2 separate regions of the Mus musculus genome follow, and region 2 is linked to region 1. Evidence: chromatin contacts called from public Hi-C data. All regions are on one chromosome and are shown on one strand. The core of a region is the stretch at or near the end of the contact, and the rest is flanking DNA. Distances in the headings are between cores, read along the strand shown. Region 1 overlaps Adra1d (adrenergic receptor, alpha 1d). Region 2 overlaps Gm14051 (a long non-coding RNA gene).

Region 1 (5,507 bases), core at 1,484-3,983:
AAGATCACATGAGGGCAAAGGCCTCCTGTCTTACCTGAACTTCAGGAACAGTTTCTAGTCAGACTCGTAGGATGGGCTAAGGGGCTATGGCCCCCAGGAACCCAAGAAATGGTACATTTCCCCAGATTTTCCTGAAGCCACCCAGGGGCATCATGAGTCCATCTACTCCTCTCTGCTGAGATCCTGTCAGATCCAGGAGTGAGGTCAGCAGCTGTGCTTTATTAGCTACAAAGCAAGATCCATGGAGGCCTCTGCTGAAGAGACCCTTCTGCTCCTCATTCACGCTCAGTTCCCGGTGTGAGCAGCAATAGTGTGCACAGGGCATAGGGCTGAAGCCTGGTCATGGACGACTGCTGTGCTTAGCACAAGTACTGAGTGGGACCCCAAACACCTAAGCTGGCATTTAAAGCAAACCTGGCTCCCTTCTACCAGAGAGATCAGTGCTCAGTAACTTGACACTGGGGGCTACCAACTGACTGATTTCTGACTTGACCCATGGATCCTTCCACTGTGAGAAGCCTGCCCCCTAGCTTCAAGGAGGCCAGCATGTACAAAAGGGGCACTCTGGTGTAGGTAGCACATTCCCAGTGCCTGCTATAACTGCTTCTCTGTACTGGGTGCTTTGAAAACGCAGATCCCAGATCACTTTGTAAACCATTTCCTTCTGATCCCAGCTACTACTCTTGTAAAATTATCGAGAAAGGCTTGGAGTTTCAGGCAGACTACCTCCTTAGTAAAGGACAGAAACTTTTGGTTCACAACACCGATCCATGCTGGAGCCAGTAACTGGCTCTTCCAGTTTCAGGGTCTTGTTTAGAAAGGTGTCCCTCTAAGGGCTGATTGCTCCCAGTTATCAGTCCCATGCAGGTTGGATACATGCGGTTGATATTTTCTTTTCAGAGACTGATCCATGGGATGTATGTCTCGACTCAGAGCTAAGGAACATCACAGCTAGGTATGGCTTTTCTTAACATCCACACGCTTGTCTGCTTGGGTGTGTAGATCCTCTGTAACGATTTATCACTTGCATGATGTAGCCACTATGTTCCCTGAGGCCCTCAAACATTGCAGATGCACCTGGGGGTGGGGGGTGGGTGGGGGGGGTGGGGGAGCTGATACAAAGTCTGTGCTTATGTGACTTTCAAAAGCCAACAAAGTACCAAAGTCCTTTAGTCTTGCTAAAAGATCCAAAGGACAGTGGTGACCCCATGGATTAAAGGGGAAAACCAGTTCCCAAAGTATGTTTCTGAGCTATATGACCTTCCCTCCACACACCAGCAAGGTGAACACAGACTGTCCTGTGATGGCTAAGGATTTCAGAAGAAGGCTCTATATGAATTACAGGCCAAAGATGGACAGTTTGCACAGTCTGAACAAAATATAAGTACTCTTACCAATAAATAGGTCTCAAAATGATAAATAAGGCTCTCCCCTGTTGGCAGCCTGGAATCCCAGTGAGAAGTGATGGGCACAGACAGGCACAATGAACTATGTACACAGTGTAAACAGTAAGGCCCTGGGGCGGGGGGGTGGGTGGGAATGGTGAGGGATTCATACAGTTAGGAGTGTGGGGAAGGGGGCAGTGAGCCCAGGGCAAAAACAACAGATTTGTATGGCGGGCATCCAATATACCACCAAAGCTTGCTGTATGGCAGGTCCTATGGCAGTAGGTCCATTGACTTCCTCCAGGTGGCAGTAAGGAGTAAAACTGTCCACGGATCTTTTCCCTGGGAGCAGCAAAACGAGAATTTGTACCTCTTCCCCCCCAAGGGGAGTAGCCATACTTGAAGTCTTCTGCCTAGACATCAGGAGCTGACTAAACAGTTCCTTAGACTGGATGAGAAGGGCGAATCCCGCAGCTCTTCCATTTCAGGAAGAGCTCTGGACAACTATGTCCAGCAGGCGGCACCATAACCCACCACCTTCCGAGTGCTCCGACCCCAGGTCCAGCTCCGGTTGCTTTGAGGTGAGATGGAGCAGCCACCCTGGTCAGAGTTTTGGATCCGAAGGCAGAATCCTATAAAGCACCCCACCTCTGGCCCCAGCACCCTCCTCAGCCTGAGTTTCGGTCCTTAAATGTCAGTCTCCCGGAGGTTGCTGAGGTCGCCCGGCTCATAAGCCTGGCAGATGACAGCCTCTGCCCCGTCTTGGGGAACATTTAGGGACACTGCTTCTACCTCCGAGCGCAGGGCACACGCAGTCTCCGCGCGCCGCGCGCCCCCAGAGCGGAACTTATGGGACAGGCTGGACACCTTCGCACGCAGCTGGGTCGTGGGTCTCTGTAGCGGCCCAAGCAGCCTCCACTCCCGGAGGGCGGAGGCTGGCTTTCGACGGCCGGAGACCGAAGCCTGCGCCTCCGGCGTGTCTACGGAGCCCGGGCCTGGGTGTGCAGTGAGGGCTAGGGGAGCCCCGGGGGGTGCGATGCGCGGGCTGGGGGCACAGTCGGAGCGCGGGTCGCCGGTCGAGGCTCGCCAGTGGTGGCCGTAGACTCGCCAGAGGCGGCGGCGGCGGCGGCGACACTGGCAGCGCAGGAGGCGGAGGAAGGCGCGCTTGAACTCGCGACTGGAGCAGGGGTAGATGAGCGGGTTCACACAGCTATTGAAGTAGCCCAGCCAGAAGATGACCTTGAAGACGCCCTCTGATGGTTTCAGCTGAGGGAACAGAGAACCTGCGGAGAACAGAGACCAGGCTAGTTAACTGATGGGGTTAGGAGGGAGGTTGACAAAGGACTGCTGCCGACCTCAGAAGCTGAGTCACGAGGTGGGTGCTATCAAGGGGGCGGGAGTGTTTCTCTCTATGAACATAGATGGGGAAAAAGAACCATCTTCTCTTGTTTTCCGAGTTCGACCTGTTAGAAAACTATTTGGGCACAGGCAACGAATCCCAACCAGAAAGAGACCAAACCACATTCAGCCAGTTTCGTATAGAAACTGGAGACTGCGTGTGCCCTGAGCTCGAAAAGTGGAAACAATGTCCCTAAACGTTCCCCAAGATGGGGACAAAGGCTGTCATCTGCCAGGCTCATGAGCCTGGAGACTACAGCAACCGCCCAGAGACTGCCAGAAACCGGCTCCACCAGTCTTTGCTGCGGAGCCTAGTTACTGCCGCCAGTGTGGAGGTCTCTCTGCTGAGGGCGGTCTCTAGAGGACGCCAGCAGGTCTTGTTCTTTAAGACGTTGATGTGGAAGTACGATTCTGCTACAAGTCTCACGTAAAAATATTTTGACAACCTTTTCCAGCAAAATGAGTTCATTAGCAATCTTTTGTACAGCATTTTACAGCACTCAGTCTCTGCAGTGTACTCTACTGCCTAAGCACAGAAAGGGAGAGGTTTGCTCAGTGCTCGGTACTGTAGAGGAGTCGTGAAACTGTGGTGCTGGCTCTGGGTGACAGTGTGACTACCAATGGGGCACAGGGCTGATCGTAGGCTCAGCGACAGCTTCCAACCATCTCAGACTTAGGCAGGATGGGACAGGCACGGAGCCTGTGGCTATCCTGTAGGGTGAGCTCACATCTCATCTAGGCTCCATAATGGAGGACCTTGAATTAAGGCACAGCTTTCCTTCAGTGGGGGAGTTAGAGCTCTGGTTATTTTTAAGCTGGTGAGAGACCCAGTTCAGAGCACAATACCCATGGCTGTCAAAATGTAGCCCTGTAGGGCTGTGCCCGGGAAAGTGTTGAGGAAAAGCTGGGATGGTTTTAGGTGGGGGAACAGAACACCAGACAAGTGCAAACGGGCACTAAGACCTGGTTTTCCACAAATATCTCCATTAGTATCCCCAATACGGACTCCAAGGAAGCCGTTCTCAGGGGAAGGAGACTGAGTGCAAAGGTGCTGCCTAGAGGTCACCTCTCACCTATCTCATCCTCAGCACAAGCGTCACTCTGGACAAAGCCTGCAGATCTGAGAGACAGAGAAGGCCAGGCATGGCATTCTCTGACAAATTCTCCCCCTGATTTACCCCAATATGGCAGAGACCCTTGCATATCACCTACTACCCACATGGAGAAACAGTTCCTGATGCTAAGAGATGGTGGAAGGAGAGGACAGTACCCACCACACAGCCCAGCCTTTTCCCACCTGCTCATGCTGCCCCTGGCAAGCTACTTGGCCACTGAAAGCCTCACTTTCTTTTTCTGTGAGCTGGAGACAATAATAATTCTCTGGATGGGATTCATAAATTTCAGGGCTCAGTGCTTAGCAGGATTTTAATCTAAATGTGTTGGGGTAGAGATAATATAGATCAGTACTAGAGAACTCATGCAGCATTTGAGAGCCCCAGGTTCAATTCTTAGAACAGCAAGCAAACTAACCCACCAAACAACCCACCTACCCACTCACCCACCCCTACTTATCCCTCCCCTGCCCTGTGGCTTTTCAGAGAGGTACCACAGACTTGGGAAAGGACTTACTGACTGTATCTAGAGAGCGGTCAGAAACAGTAGCTGAAATACGGCGGGGTTATGGGTACCAGGGCTCAGCAAGGCTTATTTCCCCCTGCAGAAGGGTTAGGCAGTCCCTGGAAAATGCCCGAAGGAAGGATCCTGTCCTGCAGGAAGAGCACCCTCAAGGATAGCATCCCTCAATGGCTGCAAAGTCAAGCCAAATGCTGGAAATGCCATTCTGACTCAGACTGCATTTTTTTCTGTTTAGCAGTGGCTGACACATCAGTGGACTATGTTGTCCAGTGGTTGTTGCCAGCCTGGTTTTATTCAGATATGTGGACAGCATGCCATGTTTTAGTGCTGTCCCAGTCTTACTGCAGACATTGATACTTTAATTTATGCACAACTGACTTTTGCAGAGTCTTCCTGGAACAGGGAATTTCTCACACCCGAAGGGGCTGGGATTCAAAGGCAGGCTTCCAGCCCCAACAATTTCCTTCTGCTTCCCTTGAGGTCTGACTTACTTTGAGTTTTCTCAGAAGCAAGCTCTGAGATAGGACAGGGTTCAAGTGCAAGCGTTTAGCCTGATAGTGAAACACCTTGGGTAGCTGCTGACTGGTAAGTCAGTTGCTAATGTGAGAAACTGAGGCTTAACCCCTAAGGGGAGTTTTGGGTTTTCCCACCAATGGTGAGGGATGTGGGTACCTAACACTCATCTCCATCATTCTCTAGCTGATTTCTTCACTAATTAAATTTCCCCACTTATATGGACTGCATTTTGGATGGGCTGCAAAAAGGAGTAAGTTACGGAAGCCTGTGGGTAAGAGATGCAGGCAGGCACTTAGGAGTGGGCCTGTGCAAACCGGAGATCTGAGGGAAACAGGTGGGCCCCACAGCCTCTGCCACAATCAGTTCTTACTCTCTTTCTAACCACGGTGTGCAGATATACTGCTTAGGATACTCAGGCTTCTTTGTTGCAGTCTGCCAGAGACAGCTGGTGGATCCACCAGCTGCTTTACCTGCTCATCCCCCATCAGTGCATCAGCTTTGTTACCGGTGCTGCGGAAGCTTGGCCCTCAGTGCATATTGAGGTGGGACAATGTGTAATGGATGGGGCCTTGT
Region 2 (5,507 bases), core at 942-3,441, 680 kb after region 1:
ATCCATGGCTTGAGTTGCTGACTTAGGCTTTATTACTGGTTTTTAAATTGTTTATACAGAAGACTGGAGAGATGGCTCTGTGACTAAGAGTACGAATTGCTCTTACAGAAGACCTTAGATCTGTTCCCAGCACTCGCACTGGGCAGCTCACACTCACCTGGGACCCGGGGGAATCTGATGATTCTGACCTCCAAGGGCACCGGCACATACATCTGTAAGAAATATCAAATACCAGTCTTTTTGTCAAATACTATAAAACAAGGACAAGGAATTAAAAAAAATTTTTTTTTCTTTCAAGACAGGGTTTCTCTGTGTAGCCCTGGCTGTCCTGGAACTCACACTGTAGACCAGGCTGGCCTCGAACTCAGAAATCCACCTGCCTCTGCCTTCCAAGTGCTGGGATTAAAGACGTGTGCCACCACTGCCCAGTGAATTAAAATATTTTTATCTCCCACACATTATAAGATGTTCACACAAGTGTTTTACTTACTGTGACCCAGGAAAACCTTTGCTCTATTCTAGGAATTTATGTCCTGGAGCAGTGTCCCCCTTCTTGGAGCAGTGACCCCCTTCTTGGAGCAGCACCTCCTTTCCCCTTCATCCAACTCCCTTGTGTGCCAATTCTCTTCGGACTAGCCAACCAACTGAATAAGATTGTGAGGTCAGACCCCAGCCAATGGGGAAGAGACACAGCCACCACCTGAAATTAGAATAAAAACTAGATACACTTCCTGTCTCCGTGTGTTTGATTTTCTGAGAGCACCCTCTTGATCAAGAGCAATGTTCGCCTGTCCAGACACTTCAGTTGGAACGGTGGGCCCTTTCTTTTGTGACCTCAAACTTACTTCTAACACCCTCACATAGACACAAACACATACATACACAGACACAGACACAAACACCTACACATGGTTAAGATGATAAATCTTTAAAAAGAGAGTAAAAAAATTAAATTAATTTGACTTGTGATTTGGAGAGAATTCCCAACAGTTTCTGAAATGGCCCTAAACATGTTCTGGTCATTTTATGTTACTAAGTTATGCAAATGGCATCTCAGCACTGTAAAAGTGAAATGTCAATCACCTCTGAAAAACCCTGGAGCCCCCTCTCTGTCTGCAGTGTTGGACATTCAGCCAACACTTCCTTATACAGACAGAATAGCACTAGTGCCATTAATATGCAATTTTGCTTTTGTGTTTAATAAATGTTAAAAATTATATGTATCAAAAATTTGTAGAAATAAATGTTTTATTACTAGTAGATGTTTGATGGTGTCTAATGTGTGTGTGTTATATAGTATATAAATGGAGGTATGAAGACAAATTGTGGGGGTCAGTTTTGTTCTTCCACCCTGTGTGTTCCAGGGATCAAACTCTGGGTTGTTAGGTGGCAGGGACATCTATTTGCTTAGCCATGGGCTCCATATCCTACCATGCTACAAATTTAAGCTACCTCATATCCCTGATCAAAAACCTGCCAGGAGGGCCTGTTATCTCTCATGTTAGTCCCCATTGAGTAAAACTAACCAACTTCTTTCCACTTTGTAATTATGGCGTTTAGAGCAGTTCTCTCTGACCATGGAGATCCTTCCAGGAAAGCCCACATGATTCACGGTGGCCAAAAAGAACAGACCCTGGGATGCTTCTACATGGGGGCTCTTAGAGAAGAATGGGGCATGAACATGAGCTTGAAGCCTCTTGAGAATTTGGCTCCCACCTCCCTGGGCTGTTTGATGATCTAAGAAAGAAGTCAAGTAGCCTTGTAACTGAAGTTCACTCCCGAGAAACAGGTTTATTCCTCTGGCTATTGTGGCCAGCAGACTCAAACAGACTCACTAGAGACCTGAGGAGCCCTCTCTTGGGTTTCTAGGTCAGCCAGTTTGGGGAGGCCAGGAAAAAGACTGTGAAAGAAAAAAAAACGACCCAGCTCATAATCACTGGTGCTTGCAGCCTGCTGGAGAAGGGAGAGAACACTGGAGACCATGCTGACGCAGAAAGAATGGGATGCAGGCCTGGCCGTACCATTCAAACCCTGGGCAGAGGAGTATTCAACACAGCAGTTCCTGAATATCCCTTCTCCATTTTTGTCAACTTGAGTGGTGTTTTTAAATTTTGCACTCTCATGAGCCCGGAATGATTCACTGGCTCTTTTTGGAAGCAGCTGTATTTTGAGATCATTTTCAGGAGTTCTTTAAATATCCTGAACGCTCTACTTACAAGGGTGACTCAAAAAGAATCTTCTCCCCAGGGAGGGGGAAAAGGGAACTGGCGTTGACCGAGTTGACTGTGCACAAGCTTGCTCTGCAGGATGAAAGGGTTCTAGAGGCAAAGTGCACAGCAGTGTGCTTGTTAACACTACAGACCTGCGACTTGAAGTGCTAATGTCGGACCAGCGTCATGGCTCAGACATGACAGTCTGTGCTAGCTTCCCCTCATCCCACACGGGAGGAGACGAGCAGACTCCCCCAGCTGTCTTTGCCACACACACAGGCCACAGTGTGCAGCTGCACGCACACACGCACACTGTAAATAAAGAGGTAATAAATAAATGGATAAATAAATGTGAGTGATTTAGGAAGTGCAACAGTATGCTTTTAAAGCATAATTTTAAAGTTCTGTAGAATGCTAATATACACATATACACATATACACATATATCTGCATTCCTCTAGCTGTGAAGTTAGGGTTGAGTCTATTTTATGGCAATTGTGCCCTAGGAAAACTGTTTGTTGTTGTTGTTTATTGTTTTATTTGTTTGTTTTTCGAGACAGGGTTTCACTGTGTACTCCTGGCTACCCTGGAACTCACTCTGAAGACCAAGCTGGGCTTTGAACTTATAGAGACCCGCTTGCCTCTGCCTCCAGAGTACACCACCGCTACCCAACTGATTTTTGTTTTTGTTTTTTCAAGACAGAATCCTTTTATATGTAGTCTTGGCTATCTTGAAACTCTGCCTGTTGGCCAGGCTGGAACTTGAAGAGATCACTTGCCTCTGCCTCACCAGTGTGGAAATTGAAGGTGTGTGCTACCAACACCCAACTAACACCCAACTAGTAAAGGCGATTTTAAAAAAGAATTCTTTCCCCACAGCACACGACCTCATGGTATTCTGTGTGGTGGTACTTTAGAACTCCATCGTGATCCCAAGCACACCCCAAACATCTGTTCCCTCAGGGACAGGGGGTGCTCTGAGGCAGAGGCTGTGGGCTTGTTTTATGCTCTAGGGGTTGTGTGATGCAAAGACTGGACAGGCATGAGCTGGCTGAGTGGATGGGCCTACCAGATGCATATTATGTATATTCTCTGATTCATTTGCTTCTCTCAGCAAGCATAGGTAACAGCGGCTGGCTTGGAAATTGGAAGTGATACAAACTAAATAAGTCTGCAGTTCTGTGCATTGCATGCTAGCAAGGGGGACACACAGTAAATGTGTGTGTATATACATATATGTGTCTGTGTGTACATATATACATATATAGTGTAGTATATAGTGTAGTATGTAGTATGACAGCTGGTAGTAAGGATTTAGAAGGAAAACAAATCAGATTCAGGGATCAGGAGCACCAAGGATGAAAGCTGACTGACTACTTCACAAATGGACCACATACACACACACACACACACACACACATACACACACACACACACACACACACATACACACACATACACATATACACACACACGCTAGCCCAGCTAACCGAGGGCAGTGTGATCTCAGGCAGGTTAGTAGGGAATCGTACTTAAGGGGGAAAGGAGGATACCAGTACATTAATTATAGCTAGGATCAGTGCTGTTAATATGTGGCTTGTGTGGTCGCGTAGGAACCTATGCTCAGAAGGTCTTAATGTTCTACCACTATCCAGAATTTTTGTTTATTGGTAGATTTTTATTTATTTAATCTGATCTAGGTGCTAGAGATAAAAACTTCTTACACTTGGGTAGCACACACTTACCTGACAGCCATCACCTTTGTCCTGGACTGCTTCTTGTCCACGTTTCTTTTCTATTGATTTTTATGTAGATGTCTATACAAAATCACCATTCTAACTTCTGTATAAATGGCCATTTTAGAATGATATTGCATTGTCATAGGGCAGCATTTCTTCAAGTCCCTCTGGGATTCTTTCTGATTTATGTCATAGCTTTGATTTTTAGATAGTCTTTAAGATAATTATGTGACCCCCCCCCCACTCCTTACTCTTCCTGTGGGTTTCTAATTAGGATAGAATTGCAATTGTAGATAAATGTATGCTTTAGAAAATTGAGTCTAAGTTAACAAAATAATTTTTATGCATCTCAGTAAGGTTCCATGATTTTCATCAAATGGGTTTAAGTAACTTCCCATTAGTTTAATCTTCAAGTGTTTTGTTTCAGCTTTTTGTGAATGAGACTTTGTTGTCCTGCTTAGAAATAAGTAAGATAAGTATTAGTTACATGTTACCATGATGTAGTGGCACCGCCCTCAATTGTGATATTCTCAGCGAGCATCTGTTTTGCTAAATTCTCTTTATTAGTGTTGATCGATTTCTTCTTCCTTCCTTCTTTCCTTCCTTCTTTCCTTCCTTCTTTCCTTCCTTCCTTCCTTCCTTCCTTCCTTCCTTCCTTCCTTCCTTCTTTCCGTCCTTCCTTTCTTTTTCCCCCTCCTCCTCCTCTTCCTCCTCCTCCTTTCAGATGGGATCTCACTGTGTAGTTCTAGCTGTACTAGAACTCACTCATTAAACCAGGCTGGTCTCAAACTCACTGAAATTTGCCTGCCTCTGCCTCCGGAGTGCTGGGATTAAAGGTGTTGGATCACTATGTTTGGCTCTTGTCTTTTGAGGGTCATAATGGGCTTACTTACAAATTGTGATTGGGTTTTCACATTTTCTTTCCTTAGTACTTCTCATTTCTGTAGCAAGAATGAAACTTGCCGAGTTAGAGGATACAATTTTCATTTCCACTATTTTCGGAACCTCATGACCCACTCTTTCTAGCTGGTAGTGCTGAGGGTGTTCTCTGCCCGCTGGCTTAGGGAGGGGTGATACAGCAGAATGCAGGAAAAGGAAGTCAACTTGCCAAGTCTCTGTCCGATTTGGAACAGCACATGAAGTAGAGACCATATGCCAGCTTCCTTGATTCTGACCCAAGTCCCTGGGCTGGGTTGTTATGGATAAGGAGAAGCCCCTATGAGCTTTCAGAGATTCCATAACTAATCAAAGGGCACAATTTCCAGACTGACATCTGGACCAATGGAATTAAAACAGAATGGCTTCCCACCATAGGTGGCTTGAGAAGTGCCTCTTAAGATGAATGAAATGTCTCTAGATTCAGAAGAAAAAAAATGAGTTAGAAGCCAATGTTCAACACTGAAAAATGTTTCTGTACTCTGTCCTCATCTCTGGAAGCCCAGACATTGACATAAATAGACAGTGAGGGATAGGTTGATATAGCTGTCAGAACACTAAGAGACCCCACCCAGACAGACCAAGCAACTGGAATCTCGAGAGATCCACAGCCTTTTCCCTC

The links. Hi-C and Micro-C count contacts between places; a contact is called where the count stands out from the background.
Region 2: a Hi-C map of cerebral cortex shows a contact between it and region 1, with 2.9 times the contacts expected there. The contact joins two enhancer-like sites. A contact is called at or near these places in 7 of 484 Hi-C or Micro-C datasets (B cells, adipose-derived mesenchymal stem cells, cerebral cortex and 4 more), 1 of 115 datasets of contacts at active chromatin or transcription factors (pancreatic cancer cells) and 1 of 9 other capture datasets (embryonic stem cells).

Annotation. Positions count from the first base shown.
Region 1 is chr2:131,543,873-131,549,379 of GRCm38.p6, forward strand. Adra1d (adrenergic receptor, alpha 1d) reads right to left here. Exons shown (of 2, transcript NM_013460.5): 2 at 1,485-2,668. The coding sequence ends at 2,073. The region is part of intron 1 of Gm39938 (a long non-coding RNA gene); the gene reads left to right. Among named protein-coding and RNA genes, the nearest start is that of Gm39938, 8.3 kb to the left of the region's middle. Within about 2 kb of position 2,734, at least 62 of the 459 cell types and tissues checked have an H3K27ac peak or open chromatin away from gene starts, as enhancers often do. A contact at or near this core is called in cerebral cortex, where this site is marked.
Region 2 is chr2:132,219,525-132,225,031 of GRCm38.p6, forward strand. Gm14051 (a long non-coding RNA gene) reads left to right here. Exons shown (of 3, transcript XR_866753.3): 3 at 523-728. Among named protein-coding and RNA genes, the nearest start is that of Tmem230, 26 kb to the right of the region's middle. Within about 2 kb of position 2,192, at least 76 of the 459 cell types and tissues checked have an H3K27ac peak or open chromatin away from gene starts, as enhancers often do. A contact at or near this core is called in cerebral cortex, where this site is marked.